Linked DNA regions of Sus scrofa: region 2 is linked to region 1. Evidence: chromatin contacts called from public HiChIP or PLAC-seq data. All regions are on one chromosome and are shown on one strand. The core of a region is the stretch at or near the end of the contact, and the rest is flanking DNA. Distances in the headings are between cores, read along the strand shown. Region 1 holds the start of STRADA (STE20-related kinase adapter protein alpha). Region 2 holds the start of LIMD2 (LIM domain containing 2).

Region 1 (7,874 bases), core at 3,153-5,652:
TCTTTAGTGGGCTCCTCCCCAAAGTCCCCCACTAGAGTTAAGACACCGTTCGTTGTCTCTCCTATGACTGAGTGGTCGAAGAGGAGAATGCTAGTGACTGTCACACATTGGAAAACCATCACGCTCTCCAGTCTTGTCTGCATTGCCTGGGCCTTTAGCAATGCGAGAACAGAAGATTAAAGAGCTGGCTTTTAGTGACAGCAAAACCAGTTATTAATTCTTTAACTTTGGGCAAGCCACTAACCTCTTTGAGTCTCTGTTCTATTCTTCCTTCTGCAAACTAGGGATAGTCATTCTTTTCTCTGCCTCCCTCACATGGAGGTTAACAACAAGAGGTAGTATATGTAAATTTGTCCCATAGATGATAGCACTTTTGAAATGTAAAGTACGGGAGTTCCCCTCGTGGCACAGTGGAAACGAATCTGACTAGGAACCATAAGGTTGCAGGTTCGATCCTTGGCCTTGCTCAGTGGGTTAAGGATCCGGCATTGCCATGAGTTGTGTTTAGGTTGCAGACGCGGCTTGGATCCAACGTTGCTGTGGCTGTGGCTGTTCCCTAGTCTGGGAACCTACATATGCTGCAGATGCACCCCTAAAAAGACCAAAAACAAAAAAAAACTATAGTTACCAAAAAAGTTGTGAAAATATAAAATAAATTAAAATATAAGGTACCATCAAGGCCTGTTCTCCAAGTGGTATATTTTCGCTTTTCTTTCTCCCAGTGGAAACCAAGCAGATCCTTTCAGAGTTCTCTAATTTTATCTGCAAAACTTGACAGGGTTTGTCGAGGGTGCTGGGAGGATGGGGATAGGGGACAGTTTACAATTCTGTTTCCTTGTCAGGTGCTGGATGTGAAACTCTTATTTAGATGGGACTTAGATCAAAGAAACACATTAATTGGTATTCTTATTCCACCCATTCAATCGGAATTGGCAATGTGAAAGTTATTTAGAACAGTGTTGTACAAGGATCTGTTGGTTTTGGTGTGAGGGTAAAAGGCTGTACTTTTTTTTTTCTTGCCTTTTGAAGGCCGCACCCGCATCATACGAAGGTTCCCAGGCTAGGGGTCTAATTGGAGCTACAGCTGCCAGCCTATGCCAGGGCCACAGCAACACCAGACCCGAGCCTCGTCTGGAACCTACACCACAGCTCACGGCAACGCTGGATCCCCAACCCTCTGAGCGAGGCCAGGGATCAAATCCTGAAACCCCATGGTTCCTAGTCAGATTCGTTTCCACTGTGCCATGACGGGAACTCCCTCGTTGTTTTTTTGTTGTTGTTTTTCCTAAAAAGAAGAACCTGTGTCTACTACTGTACTGCTTTTAATGGACATTGGTTTTTTTTAAGTTCATCTTTTAAAATTAATTGTGCTCTTTAGTTTCACCTGTTTTTCCAAGTAGTGTAACATTTATTTATGTAAGACACCCAGTCCTTTTAACGTGTTTACTTCCATGGCTGCTATGTGGATGCCAATGTTTTTTGTTTTGTTATTGTCTTTTTAGGGCTGTACCTGCTAGAGGTCAAACTGGAGCTGCAGCTGCCAGCCTACACCAGAGCCACAGCAATGCCAGATCCTTAACCCACTGAGCGAGGCCAGAGATCGAACTCGCATCCTCCTGGACACTAGTCAGGATCTTTACCACTGAGCCACAGCGGAAACTCTGAATAGGTGTTATTTGGAAATCAGATAATAGTACATCTGCCTAGATTATGTTATATCACTTTGCCTAAGGGAGAATGTTATTTTCCTATCATATTTTCAACTTAAATGCTTAAATTGATTTATTTTACCTCTTTTTCCTGCATGTAACTGTACCACTTAGCAAGGTTGTAGCAAAGCTAGAATTGAAGCCAGTTTTTCGGCTCCAGGGATAGGGACCCAGGTGCTGTCCTAATGCTTTAACAAGTCTCTTTCTTCATCAATAAGTGGCATTATCTATCTACTCTCCCTTATCTAATGTGCTTTGAGGCATTCCTGTGGCTCAGAGGGTTAAGAACCTGGAGCTCTCTCTATAATGATGCAGATTAGATCCCTGGCCTCACTTAGCAGGTTAAGGATCCAGTGCTGCCAAAAACTGCAGCATAGGTCACAGATGTACCTAGGATCCAGTGTTGCCATTGCTGTGGCATATGCTGCAGCTCCAAATCAACCCCTAGCCCAGGAATTTCCATGTGCTGTGGGTTTGGCCATAAAAACGAAATGGAAAAAGTGCTTTGAGGAGTTCCCGCTGAAGCCCAGGGGTCACGTGAAGGACCCAGCATTGCCAAAGCTGCAGCTTGGATTCACTGGCCTAGGAACTTCCATATACTGTGGGTGTGGCCAAAACTTTTTTTTTTTAAGTTCTTTAACATATAGAATGCTCTATAAATAATCCTCCCCAACTTGTTAAACTATACATTGTAAGTGTCTAGTTCTCACTTGAGTATTCTAGGCAATTAGTTTTACCTTTCTCACAGTCAATTTTATCCTGAAGAGGGCAGGTGCACTCAGTTTAAGCTGGATGCTCAGAGTTAAAAACAAAACAGCCAGGATCTTCAGTCCTTCTCCATTCCTCTAATCTTCAAGCAGGTTTCGGAAAGCTCCAAAGATCTTGGAGATTCCCACCCTTATTAAACGTAAGTGGAAAACATTAGGGAGCTTGTACATTCCAGGACTCAAAAGCAAAGCAAGAGGAGACTATGTTTGTAAACTCTGAAAATTGACCTTTCACTACACCCATTTTCTGAGTTATCTGGCTTTAGTATGCCCTTTTGCAAGGAAATTTGCTCCCTGAAACAGAGTCAAGGCTGAAAGTTTGCCCAACTAGCTTTTGTGTGCAGTCAAGAAGATTCGAAAATCTTTTAGCCACTTTGACCAACTGACATCCAGTTAGGAAATGACATAGCTATTGGGCTGGGGATTAGATGGCAAGTACTACCATGTTTAAATTCCCCATTGTGATGGCTGCATCAAGTTTGGCACTGGGAGTTCCCGTTGTGGTGCAGCGAAAACGAATATGACTAGGAATGATGAGGTTGTGGGTTCTGTCCATGGCTTCCATCAGTGGGTTAAGGATTCCGAGTTGCCCTGAACTATGGCGTAGGCTGCAGACGCGTGGCTCAGATCCTGCATTGTTGTGACTGTGGTGTACGCCAGCAGCTGCAGCTCCGATTTGATCCCTAGCCTGGGAATCTCCGAGTGCCACAGGTGTGGCCCTAAAAAAAGGCAAAAAAAAAAATGTTTGTCATCTTTTCAGGCACTGACTCCTCTAATACCCTTGATTCTAAAGACAACAGGTGAAGAAGGTCTTTTGAAAAGAACATTGCAGGGCAGCTCAGGTCCTTGGTGTGGCATGAGCTTGATCCCTAGCCTGGGAACTTCCATATGCCGTGGGCAAGACCAAACAAATGGAAAACATTGCAGGGAATTTTACTTCAATTTCTGCTACTGTCTTGCTTTGTAAATTTGCCAAGTCTGCTGCTGAAAAAAAAGTTATCTTATTTGACAGAGAATAGTGAGGATACTGCTTTGGAATGTTATAAAGCACTAGATGAGATCAAAGTGATGTGGGTAAAATTTAGTGAGACGCTGAGATGCACTGGCAAAGTTCACATTTCAGTTTCGCTGCACATTTCCGACAGCCCCTGTTTGAAGGTAGCTGAACTTCTCCCCCATCTTGGAAGTTAGACCAGCATGAATGTGTGCCAAGGGTCATAGCTGGTAGGGGTGAGTGTTCATTACTTGAGGGAGTATGTCCATTTTGGGATCCACCCCACCCCCACCAGCGTGGGCGGAGTCACTAAAAAAAGTCTCACAGAAGGAGTCTTGCTCCATCATTTATTGCTTCATCCTTTCTCAAGAGCTGCATGCCTCTGCTTAGGCTAGCTTCCCCACCAAGGCGAACCTGACACGTTTCTGCAGACAGAGTTGTGGGTCAAAGGATCCAGAACCGGGAGTTCCCTGGTGGCTTAGCGGGGTTGAGGATCAAGCCTTGTCACTGCTGTGACTCTGGTTACAGCTGTGGCGCGAGTTCCTTTTCTGCCTCGGGAACTTCCGCATGCCCCGGGCACCACCAAAAAAACAAACAAACCAAAAAACCTTGTACAAAGGATCCAGGACAAAGATCCAGAGGGGGGAATAAAGATAGTTCTCATTGGTTCAGGTATTTTCCTCCTTTTACAGATAAGGAATCTGTGCCACAGAGAGAGGATGGCTTTCCCCTTTGAAGCCTGTCAATCCGGTGCCCCGGAGGCCAAAGTGAAGGGCCTTTGAGAGTATGAGGCTGTTTTTTCCACTAAAATCCCATCACACGAAAGGAAAGGCACCCAAAAAAAGTACTCAAAGTAGCCAAATCAGCAGCCAGTGTTGCCGTGCCTTACTCTAGCTCCCTTGACTCTTGATTGTTGAAATCATCCCACTTCCTTCCTGCAGCGCGACGGAAGCTCTGGCAGCCCTTTTCGGACCCCGAGCCGACACCGACGACAAGCTAGGTCTTTGGCTTCCACACACGGGAGAAACGGGTCCCTTCTGCTGGAGGCCGAAAGCCCTCAGGTATGCGCTGCGCGTAAAAAGGTTAACTCAGAACTGGAGAACCGCTTTCCGCGGGGCGCGGCTGAGGACCCTCCGCACGGCAGCCACGCGGGACTCAGGCAGAACTGCCCCCACTTGCGGCGCCCCGGGGCGGGGCTTCCTCTCCCGCGCTGGTGGGGCGGGGCAACGAGGAGCTTCCTCGCTCCTCCTCGCCCCGCCTAGAGGAGCAGGGACCGGGCTCCCTCGCTCCTTGGAGTGATTGGGCGGGGCCTCCTGTCCAGCTCCGGGGTGGGGCCGAGGCAGGGCGGAGCTCTCTACCAGCCCTCCCCGGGTCCCTCTACTGCGCATGGCACGTTGCGTACCTCCTCCCAGCAACCGGCCCGGCGGCAGCGCGGCGGTAAACTAAGGAGGCGGAGCTGAGACTGGGTCGGGACTGCTTGCTTACTCCAGGACCAGGTACCGGGCTGGCGGGACCGCCTGGTGCGCTCCAGGGATCAGTCGTTCCTCGCTCTGATGCCAATTACATCTTCTCAGGGGCACCCTCTTTCAGAGCGGCCATCCCGAGCACCCTCTCGCCCTTCACGGGCCCCTTTTCACCCGAATCCTTCTCGGTTCCCGCAGTGAGGGGCTGCAGCCGGAGAGCAGAATAGGCTTGGGCCAGGCCCAGACACACCCGAGTGGAGTTTCCGGGCAGAAGAGGCGAGCGTGCTTTCCCTCCCTTCTCCCCTGATTTTCAGGTGGGAAACCTGCGGCCCAGGTGGCGGTTTGTCTTGATGAAGCTAAGAGGCGGCGGCGTATCCTAGTGCTGCACTCTCCCCGAAACCCCCCCCCCCGCGTCCCCGGTCCCGCATCCCCATCTCATCCCAGGCTAGGTAGGTCAGGTCCTTGTTAGGAAAGAGTATTCCCTGAATCAACCTAAGTAGAGCTTCTAATTGTCTTGCTTTTCAAAATGTTTAAGCGCCCACAGTCGATTTGGGGTGTGGGTGGGTAAGTGAGCGCGAGAGAAGGGGAGTGGTGAAATAAAATTGTTCACGTTTTCTGGAAATAGGGAACTTCTCTGCTAGGAGAAGTGCCAAGATATCCTAGCATATTCTAACTTGATTTTTACCAAGAGAGGAAAAGCTGTTCGAATTGGTCCTTTTCTTATTGAAATATCTGTTGGAGTAGAACCGTATTCCAGTATGTATTTGTGGCATTAAGACAGTTTTTCATCGACTGACTGGTGTTTTTCTTTGGCGTCCCCCCCTCAAGACTATTTCTCCTCCCTGAGAGTTGAAGAAACTAAATCTTTTCTGATTATCTGCCTCAGGCCAGGAGCCTATTCACCCATAAGTACTGAACTGGTTATATCTCTTCCTCCCCACCCTTGAACTAGGTTTCTTAGAGGTATTGTGGCTCAAATGCATTGTGTATAGTTGTAATCCCAGACATGGAGGAAGTTTAGAAAACCAGTGATGAAAATAGGGGAAAGGGAAAAAACTAAATCAAGAAAAGGAATTCTTTCTACACTGTTTGGCATCTGGTCAGCACCATTGTCAAATCAGGTGATGGCTTTTCAGTCATCATATCTTGGCACACACAGACTCGACACTTCTCCCGTGTTATCACTCACAGTTTCTAGAGCACAGGCTTTGGAACAAACCTGTTGAGTTCTCTACCACTTGTCTGTGTAACTTTGGGTATTAACCTGAGTCTTAATATCCTGATCTATAAAACGAGGATGATAATACTTACTGTGAGCTGATCTACGTGAAGCATTTAGCACAGATCCTGGCACATAAGTTCACCTAAAGTGCTTGCTGCTTTTATTATTTTTACAATTGTTAAATTAGCAGATGGAGGAGTGCCCATGTTAGGTGTTGGGCACAGTAGCCCCTGGGAATGCACGACTGAACAAGAGGTATTCTCTACCTTCACAGCGTCTCTACTCTAGAGGAGGAAGCTGATAAGTAGGCAGTTAAGAGTGTGGTGCGTATAAGGGTGGAATACAAAAGGCCAAATACCTAACATAGGTTGGCGGCAGCTGCCCTCAGGGAGGACTTCCTGTAGCACCAGACACCTAAGAGGAGTAGTGAGGGGCACATAAAAATTAACCAGGAGTTCCCGAGTGGCACAGTGGGTTAAAGACACTGCAGTGTCTCAGGTCATTGCGGAGGTGCAGGTTTGATCCCCTCTGGTGCCGTGAGTTAAGGGTTAAGGATACAGCATTTCCTGGGCTCCAAGGAACTTCCATATGCTGTGGATGAAAAAACAAATGGAAAAATAAACCAGACTGGGAGAGTGAAAGTGGTCCACAAGGGGATGCAGGATCTTTAAAATTTTCCCTCGGAGCTCCGTTTCCCACCTGTCTTTCAAGCGCTGTCCTGAGTATGGACCTATGGCAAAACTTGCTCCCCGGCCGTCTGCTTTTCTCTCACCACTTTCTTCTTGACTGAATTTCTGTCACTTTATAGCTTTAGCTGCCAACTCCCAAGTCCACATAGCCATCTCCAACCCCTCTTTTAAGCGTTGGTCTTAACATTTCTAACGGAAGGCTGTGTCTTTCCCCTTGGGATATTTAATTCTCTTCTCAACTTCAGTATGACTTGAGAACTCAAACTTATCTTTCCCCGAAAGCCACTTCCACCTCGGAGCTTTCTTACTTTGTCTTTGACACACTATTCTTTTCTCAGTTACTTGAGCACAGAAAAACGGTGCCATCAGAGTTGCTGACAGGTAGAATGGGTTCCTTGATTAGGCAGTGTGTCTCTGGCATGAGTTTTCAAGCAGAGACCAGCTAACCTTATATCCAGGAGTTTTTAAAAGCCATTCCTCCAAAGAGTAGAGGATAAGGCTAGATGGCTTATGGTGTCCTTACTAAATTTCTTTCTTTTTCCTTCTCCCCTATCCACCTGTTTCTTAACATTCCCTCTGCCAGGGGCTCTTAGTACCGCAGTGGTGGTCCAGTGTAATTGTATTCTAACTGGCACTCCTTTCTCTGGGTTATTTTCACCTCCCCTTCTCCTTCCCTTTGTGGGTTAATACTCCTTAGAATGTTCCTTAGAACAAGGCGTCTTAGTTGTTAGTCATTATGGTGGTCCATGTGTCAACAGCATTACAAGCGTTATGGGAGCTTGTTAGAACAACGAGGCTCCAACTCCAGAACTTCGGAATCAAAACCTGCGTTTTAACAAGATCCTCAGGTGATTTGCATGCACTGTCAAGTTTAAGAGACACTACCTTAGACCTCGGTTTTGTGTCACCTTTCTGTTTAAAACCTGCACTGACTTCCTACTGCCTGCTGCATAAAACCCCTCCTCTAGCATAACACTTAAGGCCTATTAATCCTTCTCCTGTATGTGGAGTTGTGTTTTCTGTAACTGCC
Region 2 (7,874 bases), core at 3,829-6,328, 34 kb after region 1:
ACCAGTCACCTGTGGCTCTTGGGCACTTAAAATGTGGCCAGAAGGATTGAGGAACTGAATTCTAAACCGAATCGAAATTAAACACAGCTATACAATGGCTGGTGGCTCCCATACTGGACAGCACAGTTCTAGAAGGATTTCTGCCTTGGACAGTTGACAAGGTTCATGAGGATAGCAGTCCCCAAGGTGGGCTGCTTTTACATGTACTGAGCCTGAGGACTTTGCAGTGACAGCCCAGGACATGGCACTGCCGGTGCTTGGGATGGACCCCACCAGGCTCAGTGGGGCGCGGCAAACTGGGGCTGGGCCTCAAAGACAGGACCCGGCTGCCGCCTTGACCTATGGTGAGGGCTCTACAGTTAGAAAGATCTGATGCCTTATAAAAGGGGAGAGACTGCAGGCCCCTTCCTTCCAGCCCCGCTGAAGGCAGGTCCTTTTTTGCAGCCTTCCTCTTCCGCTTGGCCTCGCTGAACTGTGGCTGTCCAGCCAGTGGCCGGCACTCCTTTGGGAAAGTCAGACTTCGTCCACTTCTCTCTTTACTCCCCGCAAATCCCTTGTATATTGGGAACGTGTACCTGTGAAGAAACTCCCTGGGCCTTTCAGGGGTCCCCTCCAGTCCAGGCCCTGGTCTGTCCCCCCCAGATGCTGCTGGAGAAGCTGAACGGCACTGTGCCCTGTCTGCTGGACACCAGCACCATCCCCGCTGAGGAGCTGACCATGGGTGCCCCGCGCTCAGCGGCCAACCCTGGCCTGAGTGAGAGCCTGGCCACCAGCACCCCCAGGACCTCCAATGGCGACTCGCCCTCCCACCCCTATCACCGCACCTTCTCGCCCCACTTCCACCACTTTGTGGAGCAGTGCCTTCAGCGCAGCCCGGATGTAAGGTATACGTGCGGGGCTGGGAGTGGACTTTGGGGGGCTCTGGAGGGGAAGGCAGAGTTGGAGAGGATGCATCAGTCCCCAGGGAGCCCAGGAAAAGCCTGGGTTCCCCAGGGAGTCCGAGCCCCTCCCCCAGGAGGATCAGCACAGGGTTTGCTAGGAAGCAGCGTGGGTGGCGCTGGCTGTTTCTTGGGGAGCCGAGGGAAGGATGGGCGGCCCTGGCAATAAGGTGGGAGCCGCAGGAGTTGGGAAATCTGGAGCCGGGCGTGATGCCGGTCTCCCCCCCTTTCTCTCCAGACCGAGTGCCAGCACCCTCCTGAACCACTCTTTCTTCAAGCAGGTACAGTAGCACTTCCCCGAGGCTCCTGGTTCTTTGTTGTTTTTTCCTGCCTGTGGTTTCAGCTCCTCTCAGTCCCCGCAGGCCGCTTAGCTTGGGCTCTTCAGATGGTCTCTCCTCTGCCCTCCAAATCAGAGAAACGGCCGCGTTTCCAAAGCCCCTCAGAGGCGTGGCTCCTCCCTCTCATAGAGACTTTTGGCCCCAACAGCCCATCTGTCCCCAGGCCCTGGTCCCTTGCCCCTTGGAGTCCTGGGACTCAAAGCAACAGGATCCACCCCCAACTCTCGCCTCCCCCAGATCAAGCGACGTGCCTCAGAGGCTCTGCCTGAGCTACTTCGTCCTGTCACCCCAATCACCAATTTTGAGGGCAGCCAGTCTCAAGATCCCAGTGGAATCTTTGGCCTGGTAACAAACCTGGAAGAGCTGGAGGTGGACGACTGGGAGTTCTGAGCCTCCGAAGAAGGTGCGCGTCCTCATCCCAGGCCGTGAACCTCCAGGGACCCTTCCCAAGGGCTGGCCACATCCCCACACGCCTGGGTGCAGCCTGGGGAAAGGATATTTCTGCCAGGAGAGTTGGCTGCTTACTGACTGGGAAGGAAACTCCTGGAGAGAAACTTGGCATTACTGTTCCAAGGCTTTTGAGACACAAGGGAGCCCCAACAACCAGGGCTCGGGAGGGGCCGGAAAGCTGACGTTCCCAGGCCTGTGAGCTCAGGTGACCTGACTTGTTCAGAAGGAAGAGATGCTGCTCCGGCCTGGGGGCTGAAGTCCAAGCCCAGGACTTAAGACACCCACCCAGAGCTGTAAGACTTCTTCCCACTCTAGCTCTCCTACCAGCCTAGTTCCATTTTTTGCCTCTGCTCTCGGATCCTATAGGTCCATGGAGGGGCAAGCAATAAGACCCCCTCCCCTCAGACCTCTTCCTAATAACTGAAGGGAAGGGTATTTTATTTTATTATTTTTTTTTTTCTTTTGAAGCACTAGGTGAAAGCTGAGGTAGGCCGTCATCATCCCCCTTTTCGCTTGGGCCCTGATACCTAAAACCTTCCGTTGGTTCATCTGTGGAGCTCATTCCTTTCCCACCAAGAGTCCATCTTGCTGCCTCCTGCCAGCTGCCTCAGTGCTTCCTCCAGGGGCCATAATGTCTTGCCTCGCCTGAGGGCCAGTGCTTCTGCTGTGTTAGTTTACTTGCCAGAACAAATTAAAATTTCCAGAGAGTCCACTGGAGAGTGATGTGTGTTGGCCACGCAGGCTTGGACATGAGTCATCCCGCCCTGGGTTCTGCCATCCGAAGAAGAGCGTGATCCCACCAGTGCTGTGGGAACACGGCAGTGACCTCTTTCATTAGCTAGACAGCCTTGCAACACACACATTTCTGTTAAAACCCGTAATAGATTTGTCTCTTAACTCTCTAATGTTGAAGCCATTAATTTTAGCCTGTGGCCAGCAAACCACCTTGCGGCTGGAAATGTCGAAGTGCTGGAGACCAGCCCCTCCGCAGGACCTGTTGCAGGGCCACTGGAGTCCAGGCAGAAGAGGCTCAGCTTTGGCAGGAAAGGAGGTGGAGGACTTTGTTTTGTAACGAGATGCATGGTGTCTCCTTACCGTTGGAAGTAATATTCAAAGAGCAGGTAACCTAAGAACCAGCCGGCCCCTCTCCATCATGCTGGCTGGCGGCCAGGGGATGATTCTCACCTCTCTCTCCTCTGTGGTGCTTCCCAGCAGCCGCCCCAGCACCCCCGGCCAGTCCGTGCAGGGTGTGTGCTCCTCTCTAGCTCAGGCACTTCAGATGTCAGATCAAGGAAGTGCCCCTCCCTCTCCCTTGTAGCTGCTTTGACCCATCTGATGCCCTCACTTTCCTCAGAAATTCTAACACCAGTTTCAAAAATGGAAAACCTCTTCCCTTGGGCAGTCGCAGGGATGGACGAGAAGGGAATGGCCCCAGCGGTGAGGGAGTGGGGAACCTGACATGGCGGAGGGAGGACAAGGCCAGGTCACGTTTATTTCCAACCGTCCCACTCAGCTCATGTGTGGTTTTTTTTTTTTTCTTTAAACCTCAAGTTCCCTTTTGTTAACACCATTATCAGCTTGTTTTCTTTCCTCTGAACCGCTTGCTTCACCTTGCTGTTAGCTCATCCTCAGCGCCCAGAGTGCTGCTTCCGTGGGCTCCACCCCGCCCTTCAGCCCGGGAACGTCCTGGGCGGGCCGGGGCCTGGGGCCGGGCGGCCGGGGAGTGCCCAGGTGCCAGCCCCGCGCAGCGCAGCTTGTGCCTCCGGGGCCTTCGTCACCTTTCCTGCCTCAGCACAGCCCCTGGGAGAACCTGACGACAGGTGTGGGCGCCTGGCCGGGAAAGATGCTGCCCGGGGCGGGTTTTAGGAGTCTCTCCCCCACACCCGCCGGGGGCCTGCAGCTCAGCCCCAGCGGAAAGCTTCCTGCGGAGAGGGCCCGGAGGCTGAGGAGGAAAGCCAGGCGGGGCGCGGGCGCTGAGGGAGCCGAGGGAGCGGCTGGGGGCTGGGGGCGCCTGTCGCCTCCCGCACTCCCCCGCCAGGCGCCGGGGGCGCCGCGCTGTTCTGTTCCCTGACAAGCGTGTGGGCTGCGCTCTGGAGCCGCCAGTTCTATTCCTGCCACACTGTGGAAACAAGCTATGTTTAGGGCTGTGCTTCGCGCAACAGCTTCCAGCCTGGCATCAGGCACAGCCCAGCAGTCCCTGGTGCCCAGCGGGCAGGTCCCTGGGGTCCTCGCAGAGGCTGTGTTCCCCGCAGGGCCGAGGCTCTGCTCCACAGGTTCCTCCTACGTGCCTCAGACCTGCTGCAGCGCGTGCCGGAGCCCAGGCAGCGGGCTAGGCCAGAGGGCAGCGCGTCAGGAGCCGGGTCGGGGTCAGAAGCCCTGGCCTCTCATGCCAGCCCTGCTGCTCCAGCTTTGGTACTTGGAACAAGTCACTTCACATCCTCAGGTCTCACCCCCCTGTGTCAAGTGGTGTTTGCATGAGCCCAGGTTCGCTTTTTATGAAGGCTGGGAATCTTTCTCTGAAAGAGGTAACCTCACTTCTCTCAGGGGCGGGGGATGACTAAGCCCACAAAGCCCAGGAACGGAAGCGCGGCGGCCGCCCCTCTGGGCGCCAAAGGCGCAGCCTCCCGGGCCCCGGTCTCCGGGGCGGCGGGAGAAGGCTGGAGGGCTGCTGGCCGAAGGAGACTGAACATCGCGGCCCCGGGACCCTCCCTGCGGCGCGGGCCAGGCCTCGCCGCCTCGCGTGGCTGTACCGCGTGCCCGGCCGCTCTGCCTTCTTGGCGGCCGCGCAGGCGCCCCTGGCGTCGGGAGGCCTCCGCGCGCGCGCGAGGGGGCGTGGGAGAGGCGCGGGGTCGCTGGGCGGGCCTCCGGGCCGCCCCCGCGGGTCCTCCGTGCAGCAGGGCCCCTGGAGCGGGAAAATGGAAGCTGCCAGAGGCCCAGGCGCGCCTGGTTATTGTTTTCCGCCGCGGGGGCCTCGCCGGGAGCGCCGTTCATCCCGCGACCCCAGCGTCTCCACCTGGGCTTGCCCCCGCCCCGAGGCCTGCGATGCGGACCCTCGGGCTCGGGTCCCTGCCTCCGTCCGGAGCGGGCCGACGGGGCGGCCGGTTTCGCGAGGCTAGCGAGCGCGAAGCCTTTGGGCGGTGCGGAGCGCCAAAGAGCGCGGGGTCGACGCGGGGGTAGACAAAGGCGAGGGACGCCGAGTGAGGGGAAGACAAAGCGCAGAAAGGGGTCGGCGGCGGCGCGGGGCCCTGGAGGCGGCTCTGGGCGCGGCGGAGCCAATGGGCGGGCGCGGGGCGGGGGCCGGCGGGGGCGGCGCCGTGATAAGGCGCTGGCGGCCGCGGCCGCTCAGGGACCACTGGCAACGGCGGCGGCTCGTTCCCGCGCGCTCCTCGCACCCGCGGCGTCCCCCGGAGACCGACCCCCGCCCCTCGGCACAGGCCGGGGCCCGGTGAGACTCGCGGGCGGGCCGGGGGAGGGGCCGGCATCCGGCTTGCAATCCCGGCGGCCCAGGTGGGGGCTGCGGACGCTGGGGCCGCCGCCCACGGGGTCCCAACGCCGAGCGCTTCAGCCCGTCGCTCTCGCCCGGGGCTGCGAGGCCAGCGTGCGTCCTTCGGGTCGGGCCTCTGGGCCGGGGCGGGGCAGGGGTGCCCTCGGCTGGGTCCGCAAGGGTCCTGAGAGTGGGGGCCGGGGCCGAGGAGCGCGGCGCGCGGGCGGCGGCTTGGCCGCGCCGGGCGGGTGGCCCAGCCCGCGAGCGCTGTCCAGGGGCTGGGCTGGTGGAGCGGGCAGTGCTCGGCCCCGAGCTGGGTGGCGTCGAGCTGGGGTCAGCCCTGGCCCGGCCCGCTCTCTGCTGACCTCCTCTCGCGCCAGGCGAGGTCAGAGCTCGCGGGGCGCTCGGGCGGCTGCGCGGAGCCCTTCCCCCAGCCGCTGCCGCTGACTCTGTTCTTCCCCCGACACATGGTTCCACTCAGGGACCCCTGTTCCCTGGGGAGCTGCGTGGGGGCGGGCTGGCCAAGGGGGGCGGCGGGTGGGTGAGGGGCGGAAGTGGCAAGACCCAGAGCAACAGGAAATGACTTAGGGAAAGTCCCAACCACAGCCCCCCAGCCCCCTGCTGTAAACACCCCCACCCCCACCCTGCGAGCTGGGGAAGGGCTTGTGGGGCCCTCCCAACCGACTTCCCCTTGCAGAACCCTGCGGGTGCCGCGTCTCCACCCGGCGCCTCCATCGCCTCCAACGAGCCATGTTCCAGGCTGCAGGAGCCGCCCAGGCCACCCCTTCTCATGTAGGTGATCAGCCGGGTGGGAGGGCACTCCATCCCCGCAGGTGTCTGGCCTGGGGGTGAACGGGTGAGGAGCAGCCTGTCTCCCTTCCCCTCCTTGATTAAGTGTCCCTGGGATCTGGTCTGGTGATGGTCGTGGGAGGGGGGCCCTTCCTCAGCTGACCCTGCCCCACTGCCCTCTCCCTCAGGAAACCAAAGGCGGCGGAGGAAGCAGTACCGTGCAGCGCTCCAAGGTAGGGCCCTGCGTCTGGCGTGTGCGGGGAGGAAGGGATGGGGGTGGTCAGGTCCCTGATGGAGTCTCTCCTGGAACAGTCCTTCAGCCTCCGGGCCCAGGTGAAGGAGACCTGCACTGCCTGCCAGAAGACTGTGTACCCCATGGAGCGGCTGGTGGCTGACAAGCTCATTTTCCACAACTCTTGCTTCTGCTGCAAGCACTGTCACACCAAGCTCAGGTGCGCCCTTTCCCTACCCCCGCCCTGGCCTTCCGGTCCTGCCCTGTCCTGACCACAGCTGTTCTGCTTCTGCAGCCTGGGCAGCTATGCAGCGCTGCATGGGGAATTTTACTGCAAACCCCACTTTCAGCAGCTGTTTAAGAGCAAAGGCAACTACGATGAAGGCTTTGGCCGGAAGCAGCACAAGGAGCTCTGGGCCCACAAGGAGGTGGACTCCGGCACCAAGACAGCCTGAGGCCCCTCTGGCAGTCCCCTCCCTCCTCCCTCCATAGAGGGCCTGGAGCGGGCAGTTGGAAGGGTGGGAGATTGGACCTTGGGCTTGGTTGGGGCAGGGTGGGAAGGGGATGAGGCCATCTTGCTCAGGCAGGGTTATGGGGACAGGGCTTTGCTCCAGGATTTCTTCTTCTCCCTCAGTAGGCCGGGGTTTGGGAACCAGGATTGGGCTTTGCTCAGCACCCTGCTTCCTGCTTCTTTCAGCCTACCCCACTTCACCCCGTGGCCCCCTTGGGAGGCCCCCAGATTCAGCTTCCCTATCTAGGTGCCTTTTCTCCAGCAAGGAGTCAGCATGCCCTCCTCAGGGTCCTGAGCTCCTCACTGCCACCTGGGGCCCTGGGCAGCCCCCACGTCTCCCCATCTACCTCTGCCCTTAGCCTGGTCCTGAGCCATGGAGAATGGAGGAAGGTGAGCCAGGGTGCGCCCTGCTGGGCCTCTCCAGGTGCCCACCAGGACCCCCCCCCCGGGGAGGGGCGGGAAGGGGAGCAGCCCTGCCCCCCCCCCCAAAAAAAGGTGAGGCAGGGCATGCCCATGTGGGCCTGGGACCATCTTGCACCGCTGAAGAAGCAGAAGCTAAAGCATCCGCCAGGCTGAGAGCCACAAAGACTGGCGGGGAGCTGGCAGGGCCATGCTCCCTCTTCTCCTATTTCTGTTGGTTCTGACTGTTGTGATCAAACCTGTTTTAAAACATGTTTCAACAGATCCTGACTCTGTATTATGTGGCCGGATGGGGGGCTTTGTGACAGGAAGGACACAGACTTGAGGTGACAGGGTCAGCCCAGAGCACGGTGGCTTTGGTGGTGGGGTGTGGCGGTGATGGGTGTCAGAGGCCTATCAGGCAGCCTGAGAAAGGGGGTACGCTTCCCAGGCAGGTCTCCATGCTTTCAGACCCAGTGTTTGCTGACTGAAACTGCTCCTCACCCTTGGGAAGGTCAGGCTGGCAGTGGGTGATGGGGCCAAGCCTTACTGCGCTTGAGGATGTGGGGGTGTGAGACAGAATCTTTTTGCCGAACCCTGCTCTGGACCCCCTGTGCCCTGGGAATCAGGAAGGTGTGGTGGGAACAAGCAGATCCAGTAAGTTCTGTCAGAGGTCTCCCAGTCTGTCCTCTTCCTCCTGCTTTTTCAAGCTCCAGGGAATGGGGCAGCCGTG

Evidence for each region. HiChIP or PLAC-seq counts read pairs in DNA pulled down with a chosen protein or histone mark.
Region 2: an H3K27ac HiChIP or PLAC-seq map of alveolar macrophages shows a contact between it and region 1. The contact joins the promoter of LIMD2 here to the promoter of STRADA in region 1. A contact is called at or near these places in 2 of 47 Hi-C or Micro-C datasets (blood and liver) and 1 of 2 datasets of contacts at active chromatin or transcription factors (alveolar macrophages).

Annotation. Positions count from the first base shown.
Region 1 is chr12:15,187,391-15,195,264 of Sscrofa11.1, forward strand. It overlaps STRADA (STE20-related kinase adapter protein alpha), which reads left to right and starts at 4,403. Exons shown (of 11, transcript XM_021066785.1): 1 at 4,403-4,531.
Region 2 is chr12:15,220,272-15,228,145 of Sscrofa11.1, forward strand. LIMD2 (LIM domain containing 2) reads left to right here and starts at 5,079. Exons shown (of 5, transcript NM_001244711.1): 1 at 5,079-5,171; 2 at 5,908-6,002; 3 at 6,188-6,232; 4 at 6,312-6,451; 5 at 6,527-7,426. The coding sequence starts at 5,961. The coding sequence ends at 6,686. It overlaps STRADA (STE20-related kinase adapter protein alpha), which reads left to right. Exons shown (of 11, transcript XM_021066785.1): 9 at 643-884; 10 at 1,177-1,219; 11 at 1,514-2,438. The coding sequence ends at 1,666.